Linked DNA regions of Triticum aestivum: region 1 is linked to region 2. Evidence: chromatin contacts called from public Hi-C data. All regions are on one chromosome and are shown on one strand. The core of a region is the stretch at or near the end of the contact, and the rest is flanking DNA. Distances in the headings are between cores, read along the strand shown. Region 1 holds the start of LOC123043279 (disease resistance protein Pik-2). Region 2 holds the start of LOC123043276 (phosphoglycerate mutase-like protein 1).

Region 1 (4,255 bases), core at 1,537-4,036, 160 kb before region 2:
TTCCACTTAGTTGTGTAAACCAAGGTAATATTCTCGCATAAAATGCAATAAGGTGATGTCCTCCTGTTTCTACTAGCTAGAATTTGACCATTAAATTATCATTTTCTTATTTGAAGGTTAATCATGTTGCCTAAGACCACTACGATCACACCACATGATTTTACTGCAAGAGGGAAGGGGAGAAGTCTTGTTGCCTATCCATATATTGTCAAAACATGAGATGTATTGTAAGAACTACAAACTGTGTTGGCAATTTGGAATGTTGATAGAATAATAAGACCTTCTTTGGTTCATAGGAATTTTTTTGAGAGCCTTTGGTTTGTACAAATGGTTTCCATGTTTTTATAGGAAGTAGGAATGAACTTTCTATTTCTATGTATGATTGTTTCCTATCCTTCACATTTCAAAGAAACAAAAATAGTAGCTCAGATAAGATTCTTATCCTACGAATCAAATGACCGGCCCGTACGGGCACATGTGCAGGATGTGCAACTGCACAGGCCCCCAAATTAGTTTTTACTGCAGCGATCTATAAATGAAGAAATTGTAGCCAATTCACTCGGGAACACAAAGCACGAGCTACGCAGAGTATTTACTCCTTGATAACCTTTCCAGGTCTTTTGGTCTTCTCTCGCTTGAGGCTGCTTGTAATGGGTAGTATTATAAGTTAGTATCATGTATATAATACTAGTATGTGATACTACGTACCTCCCTAATGCATAGTATCATAGATGACTTTATTATTGTCATGCATGACACATATTAGCATAGCATTTGTTATGATACGGTATCATGATATGATACTCCACCATCTATTTTTTTATTTAATTACATGTCACCTCATCAAAATTGCTTAATTGGCATTACGACTAGCCTGATTACTTTCTGGGGACGCATGCCTTTTTCACTCTTTGCATTTGGTCTTCCCAATGCCATCATTGATGACACTACTTGCTGATGTGGATTTCCCCCCCTAAATTGTTACAATATCACTTCAACTACCAAAGGACAACGGTCATTTTTGGTGGTTTCATTTTAATGAAAATGAAATGGACGGGAGTTATTTTTAAAAAGGTAGCACTCCAAAATTGTGCTTGAAATTCTGTAATGGAGATGAACTTGAAGTTTTGTGGGAAAAAGTTTCAGAAAGATTGGTCGTTCCAACTAAAATACAGATTGGTAGATATTAGTTCATAATTTTGCACCTTTTTTTTGCACCACATAGCTCTTGAAAAAAATTGTGTTGCGCATATGGTAAATTTTAAAACTTCTTTCCCTAACGACTTTTCTTAGTGACCGGGGTCTGAACTTTGATATGGCACCGGGCCTCCAAATTCTCAGAAACGGCCCTGCAAATGACATATCTTTTTCTATAGAAATTTGGGATATATGTGATCTCATTTTTCTGTTCCTATGATATTTCCATCCTATAAATCAAAGAGGACCTAAGTATAAATAAGATGTCGCTCAGTGTATCTTGTTGAATTTTCCTCATTTCTTGATGTACTGAGTATAGTACTAGGACACTATCAATGTTATTGTTTTTTTCATATAAGTGAGCTATTGGAAATGGGATGTTTTTGACGTGATGAAAACTGCATGCTACAGTAGAAAGACACGAAGTGGACCAAGGTTGGGTGGTAGGCGGAGATGGGAGAGGTACGAAGAAAGACTAACAACATGTGCGGCAAAAAATAACACCACGGCTCCTCTCCTCTTAAGAATCCATATATTCTTTGGGACTCCACTACAAATCCGACGTTAGATTTTTTATCATGGCAAATCAAATTTTTTTCATGACAAATTATGTTCTCTGAGGATAGCAATTGAGTTGACGAGCATTGCAAATTTGCTTCAATTTATTTTTTATCAGAAAATTGCTGCGCTTGAAGCTAAACTAGTCATCACCGCGTCAATATGTACTGCCTTGAAAAACAGCAGATTTGTCACGCTTAAAAATCTGGCGTGAGATTTCTAGTGTTCTCGACCCCATTTCAGTGTATGGAGAGCTATCTCTCAAGCAAAACCGAACATGCGTGCATTTAAAATGGAATATCCCTTGATAATATAATTTATTATTGTTCCGTAGGAATGTATGGGCAGCTAACTCAAAAAAATTACAATGTAAATACCTATGAATTTTATAATCTTATTTGTCATATATACAATACACTAAAAAAACGATGTCCTCCCATTTTGTGACGGCACGGCAGATCGGGGAGCGGCAAGAGAGGTACGGCGTCAACAACCCAGAGGCCGCCGGTGGGTCTGAGGGTTCACATGCCGGAAACATCACTGCTGTCGGATTCAACGCCGCCAACAACCAAGAGGCGAGCCTTGAGCTCGTCGCCATGAAGGATCCGGTGAAGGTGGAGGACCACATGAAAGAGCTGGAAGAGTGATTGACTAGCGACAAGAACAACTCCGTGCGTGCTGTATGTTGCCAGATTCGGTGGGGTGGGGAAGACCACCATTGCTACCGCCTTGTACTGAAAATTTGGGGACCAATTCGACCACTGAGCCATGGTCAACGTGTCTCAGAGCTCCGGCATCAGCTTTCTAGTGTTTTCGATCTCTTATTCGTGTATGGAGAACTATTCTCTTAAGCAAAATTGGATGTGGGTGTATTTTGAAACCGAACATCCCTTAATTATATAATTTATTATTGTTCCATACCAATGTACGGGCAGCTAGTTTCGAAAAAATTACAATGTAAATACCTATGAATTGTACAGTATAATCTTATTTTTCATACATACAAGGTATGCTAAAAAACAATGTCCTCCCGTTTTGTGACGGCCACCGTGCTGTGCTAGCCGAAAAACCCAAATCCAATCCCCAAATAATTAACAGACAGAGAGGTCTGCCGCAGCCGCCGGCCAGAGGCACCTTCAATCCGGCCGCCGGCAGCCGCCTCCTCCGCAGATTCTTTTTTTGCAGGTCTCCTAGTCGACGTATTGGGCTTCGCTTGAATCGTCTGCTTCTCCTCACCCATTCCAACTTAACCATCCTCTGTTTTCCACCCAAATCTCTGCACAGCTCTCCTCGATCGGCAGGCGAACAGCAAGGCCGGCAGCCATGGAGCTGGTGGTGGGAGCTTCGGAGGCGACGATGAAGTCCGTCATGGGCAAGCTGGGCGTCCTCCTCGCCCAGGAGTACACCCTGATCCGGGGCGTCAACGGCGACCTCCAGTACATCAACGACGAGCTGGCCAGCATGCAGTCCTTCCTCCGCGACCTCACCGCCGTCAGCGCCGGCCAAGTCCAGAGCCACGGCCACCGGATGAAGGACTGGATGAAGCAGATCCGCGACATCACCTACGACATCGAGGATTGCATCGACGACTCCGCCCACCGCCTCCACGGCCTGCGCTCCGACATGTGCTGCTACTACTTCGCCAACAGCGTCTACGAGGTCCTCACATGGTGGCCTCGCCGCGACGTCGCCTCCAAGATCTCCGTTCTCAAGATGCGGGCGCAGCAGATCGGGGAGCGGCGGGAGAGGTACGGCGTCAACAACCCGGAGGCTGCCGGCGGATCTGAGGGTTCTCATGCCGGAAACGGCACCGCTGCTGGATTCGACGCCGCCGACAACCAGGAGGCGAGCCTTGAGCTCGTCGCCATGAAGGATCCGGTGGGGGTGGAGGACCACATGAAAGAGCTGGAAGAGTGGCTGACTAACGACAAGAACACCTCCGGCGTGCTGTATGTTGTTGGGTTCGGAGGGGTGGGGAAGACCACCATTGCTACCGCCTTGTACCGGAAATTTGGGGACCAATTCGACCACCGCGCCATGGTCAACGTGTCTCAGAGCTCCGACATCAACGCTGTCCTGACCAACATCAAGAATCAAGTCATGCCGCAGTCCAGCGGCCAAAGGCAGCAAGCCGGCGGAGGCGTACTCGGTCGGCTCAAGCGAGGCACCTCGGCATTGGCGGCCAAGTGCTGCAGCGCCGGCGCGTCAGAGGAAACGCGTGGTGAGACGAAGCTGGATAAGCTCAAGAAAGATCTCGGGAAACACTTTGATGACAGCAGGTACCTTGCACACATCAGACCCTTATTGCTTTCTCTGATTAATGCTTAATGAGTACAATCCTGAATATGTGTAATATGAATTACGAACTGATCAAGATAACATGATTTACTTAATTAATTGGTCTTTTGGTACTCATGATATAGCAACCATTATACATCAATTAGGGACAGGGATTAGTTCTGGATATACAGTTACATTTCATTCACTGCATAACTTCTTG
Region 2 (4,299 bases), core at 1,494-3,993:
GCTTCTCTCCCCAGGCAGGGCAGCGGAGAGCGAGGGGGCGGACGCACCGGGGGAGACGCCGGAGAGAGCACGCCACCCATCAGCGGCGCTCCCGTCGCCAAGTTGCAGCCCACGCGCGCCGGTCCGCCAGGTTGGAGACCTCGGGGAACTGCAGGCCGGTGGCGGAGGCCTAGCTTGTTGGCAATGGTTAGATCTGATGCTGACGTGCTTGGCCACATTCTCATCCCATAATGCATGATCCTAAATCTAATATGGACTGGGAAACCAAATGGTCCCATCCGTCGTACATTGGAACACTTTGTTCCATGTCAGTTGAGAAGAATATGATGATGATGATTGAATGCTACATCAAGTGCGCTGGCAGTGTGTTAGCACGGTATGTTGTAAAAACAGAGGAGTAGCTGTTCCATTGTTTGTCCCATGGCGGTTCAGATGATGATTCAGTAGCAGTACTATACCGAAAAGCAGAGTAGGAATACACATTGCATCCCGGCTGGGCTGTTGTTTTCCTCTTTCGAAGCTTCTTTCATGTGATCATGTTCTCAAGTTTGTTAATCCCACCGAAACTGGACAGTCGATCTTGGGGGTGCCTCACGCTCAGCAGCCTCGGCCTGCGAGCGAGCGTTTACTTACTCTACTTGCGCAATCCCAACGTAACCAGCCACTTGCAGTTTCCCGAAAACAAAACCAAAAAAAACGTATGCTAACCAGTTGTGCTACTCTACTAGTACCGCATTTGTACAACTGCTTTTGTACCGCATTTGTACAACTGCTTTTCGTCGCGCTGTACAATCGTACGTAGCATCGGAAAAGAAAGCAGTTGCGTTGCGGCGAAAAACGCTCACGCCCCACGGTGACTGGACGAACACGCAATAATATCCCAAATGGACGAGAAGGAAGAGGAGGTCTTCCACGACGAAGGAACGTACTACAGCGCGACGCGAATGAGAACGAAGGAGGTCGACAGGGCTGAACCTGGATCGAGGACAAGATCCAATATACTACGCCTGCCTCGCAGCAGCAGCAACTGGCAAAGGCCTGAGCGAGTACTCCCTTCTGTCGGGTTTATAAGGCTTATCTTAAAAAAATTCATTTTTTCGAATTAAAGGGCTCATCTCCATCTTCTATTGAGATTCCGAGGCGCATTAAATCTTTGCATGCAATAATTCAAAAGAAACTCACCAATGCATGCAATGTTCCCACTCGTCTAGTGGCCAAGCATGCATGCAGTGTAATTAATCCATGTTAATGCATTAGTTTAATTTGGTCAGTTTTGTAAAGTATGAGATATATTCCTCCACTCATCATCTGCCTTGGTAAATGAGATTTCAAATTTGAGCCCTATAAACCGAAAAGGAGGCGACACGGGACGCATTGCTGCCGCATATTCCCGTTGCTCCTTCCTTCCTTCCCCTACTTTTACCACCGCCGGCCTACCTCGCCCCCGCATGTCGCCTCCTCCTCCTCCGCTGCTCCTCTTCCTCCCCCTACCAGGTACGGCCGCGCTCCAACCTCTCTCTTCCCTCTTCATGGAAGGAAGGAAGGAAGGGGCCTTAGAAAGAGAGATCGATCGTCTTCTTCCTGCATCTGCATGGCATGCCGTCACACCGATGCTTCCTTCTCGTCCCTTTCCCTCCTCGCTTTAGCTTTAGCTTGAGAGGATCCGCCTTCACATACATACATGAATATCCTTATTTATCTAGTATCTCTTTTATTCTTTATTACTAAGATAAGAAAAGAGGGTCTGTCTTGTTGGCAAGCGCTTAGCTTACATCCCCGATGTAGACCTTCTTCCCCGCCTTCTCATCATATACTACTGGTAAGTACAAATAATCCGATATACCAGTGGAGTATTGTACTCTCATCCATTTTGATGTGCTGGCTGTGTCGTTGTGTTGGCACGGTACGTACTGTAGTAGCACTGCTAGGGGAGCATATCTGCACATGGACGGCCTGGCTAGAGAGCGAATAAGAAAAGCACCGATGGAGAAGAAGAGTTGAGAAATGCAGGTGCAGGTGCAGTGTACCGGGGAGAATTATTAAGGAAGCTTCTGGCTGGGGTTTAGGCTGGCTGGTTGCTTTGGCCCGTTGTTGGAACAGACGACAACTCTGTTGGTTGGCCCTGACCCGTGATTCGAGTCTGACTCGATTCGATTCTCTGCTGTGGCCAGGCCACTTGTGGATTGGATATTCATTGCTACTTGTGTGCTGGAGTATATACAAAAAAGGAGGAAATACAATCTAGTAATGCGGCGGTAGGGATATAGCGCATGGAAATACCGATATTCGACAGGGAAAGAGAGCAGTTGCGTAGAGGCGAAAGCGCTGGCGCCACACTCCACGGTGAGCAATGCTAGACTCACAGGCAGCCCTTTTACCGAGTTCACGGAGTAGCAAACGTGGAGGGTTGGGATTGGATTTAGAAGGTGGTAGTTTGATTAGTCCGTATTAGCCCCGTAAAGGCGCGTGAGTGTAGCATTTTTGCTCCACGGTGAGTCGACGGAAGGAACACGCCGCACGCTGGCTGGAATATCCAAACGGAGGAACGATGAGGCGCGTACTACTCCTCGTCTCCCTGCTATGTGAGCCGTACAACGCGAACGGAGCAGAGGTCGGCCGAAAGGAAGGAAGGGATGAAGAAAGCGCCCCGGGCATACAGACGGACGGACAGGCCAGCGCCAGCCGCGTGCCAACTCGACCGTATCCTAGATAAATAGAGGCCACGCGACGCCGGTCGCCATGCCCCTCCCGCTACTTCTTTTACCGCCGCCGCCGCTGCCTCTTCCCTCTGTCTCGCCCCCGCCCGCCGTCTCCACCACCCCTCAGGTACGTCTGCGCTCCGGCCTCGTCCTCCTTGCAACCTTGCTAGTCCTACTATATTACCAAATGGCCTCTGCAAGCCATGCCGCCGGCGGCAGACATCTCCGCGACCTCTACCTGTCGTCGGCGTTCGTATCTATCTATCTATCCATCTGCCTCCGCCGCGCCGCGCAGATAGATGCTTCCGACTCCGAATATGCGCTTCCTGCTTCCCCGCGTCATGCCTTTCTTCTCGTCCCTTTCTCTCCTCGATTTGCCTTTGGTATCTACTACTATCTGTTTGTTTATTTATATATAAGCGGTTCTTTTAAGGGTTGATGATGTTGATGTTCGATCACCACCTTCTCCCTCGTCGTATACTCACAATCGCCGATGGTACTCCTATATAATACTCCGCCGCCCCGCGCCGCCGACCGCCGAGAAAGGGAAAGAAAAAACAGAGCAACCCGGGCAGGTTGAAGGTTGGATGCAGAGCACACTGCTGTAAGAACCAGAGCAGTTCAATCAGAGGAACCTTAATTTGTTCCCAGATACCGCGGTGTCAAGAGAAAACTCTTAAGGAATACTACGTTGTTGCTCTCTTTCGGAGATTGAGAAGGTTCTTTCATGGGATCATGTTCTCAAGTTTTAGTATTAGCTTTGTATACCTTGGGAATGCTCCGCATGATACTGCCTCACGCTCAGCAGCCTCGGCCTGCGAGCGTTTACTTGCTCTACTTGCGCAACCCCAACCAATGTGACCAACCACTTGCAGTTTGCCATGTCCTAATCGTAGTATCGCAAAAGCAGTTGCGTGGCGACCAAGAACGCTCAAGCCGGCCCCCACGTACGGTGACCGAATGAAGGCGCACACCCTAAGGAATATCCAAACCAGGAGCCGACGGCGACGGCGAACGAACGATGGAGATCTGCCGCCTCGTCGTCCTCTTCCTCCGCATTTAGGTGCCGCTTTTAGACTGTTTTTACATAGCCATGCCACATTGAGCCAGGCTAGGGTGAAATGGACACCAAACACGCCCATATAGATGCTTCCGACTAAGCGCTTTATAGATGCTTCCTTCCTTGTCGTCTCTTTCTCTCTTCGCTTTGGCTTTCTATATATGCATGCATGCATGCACGGGTATCTGTCATGCATGCGGCATCCAGGAGCAGGATTCACACTGCATGTGATCCACCAAAAATGCTAAACGTACGGGTACCTACAGGCCTGTAGAAGGACCTTCCAACAAACTAAACACTGCCCCCCCCCCCCCCCCCACCCCCACACCACACACCTGATTTTCAGGGGGTGGGGCCTGCTTTGGCAACTAAAATCCAATCACAAACTTTCACGTCACATTATTTTCAAGTCGACCTGTAAAAGCCTGTATAATCCTGTATGTGTAGCATTACTGGTGATCCACATACCACTTGAACCAGCGGTATGCAAGATTTCCATTTTGTAGATGTTTTCATGCTCAATTTGGGACAGTAATAATA

The links. Hi-C and Micro-C count contacts between places; a contact is called where the count stands out from the background.
Region 1: a contact with region 2 is called in a Hi-C map of leaf, with 4 times the contacts expected there. The contact joins the promoter of LOC123043279 here to the promoter of LOC123043276 in region 2. A contact is called at or near these places in 2 of 5 Hi-C or Micro-C datasets (both in leaf) and 1 of 1 datasets of contacts at active chromatin or transcription factors (leaf).

The regions. Positions count from the first base shown.
Region 1 is chr2B:29,764,907-29,769,161 of IWGSC CS RefSeq v2.1, reverse strand. It overlaps LOC123043279 (disease resistance protein Pik-2), which reads left to right and starts at 2,786. Exons shown (of 3, transcript XM_044465687.1): 1 at 2,786-2,940; 2 at 3,040-4,034. The coding sequence starts at 3,079.
Region 2 is chr2B:29,605,494-29,609,792 of IWGSC CS RefSeq v2.1, reverse strand. It overlaps LOC123043276 (phosphoglycerate mutase-like protein 1), which reads left to right and starts at 2,743. Exons shown (of 10, transcript XM_044465683.1): 1 at 2,743-2,826.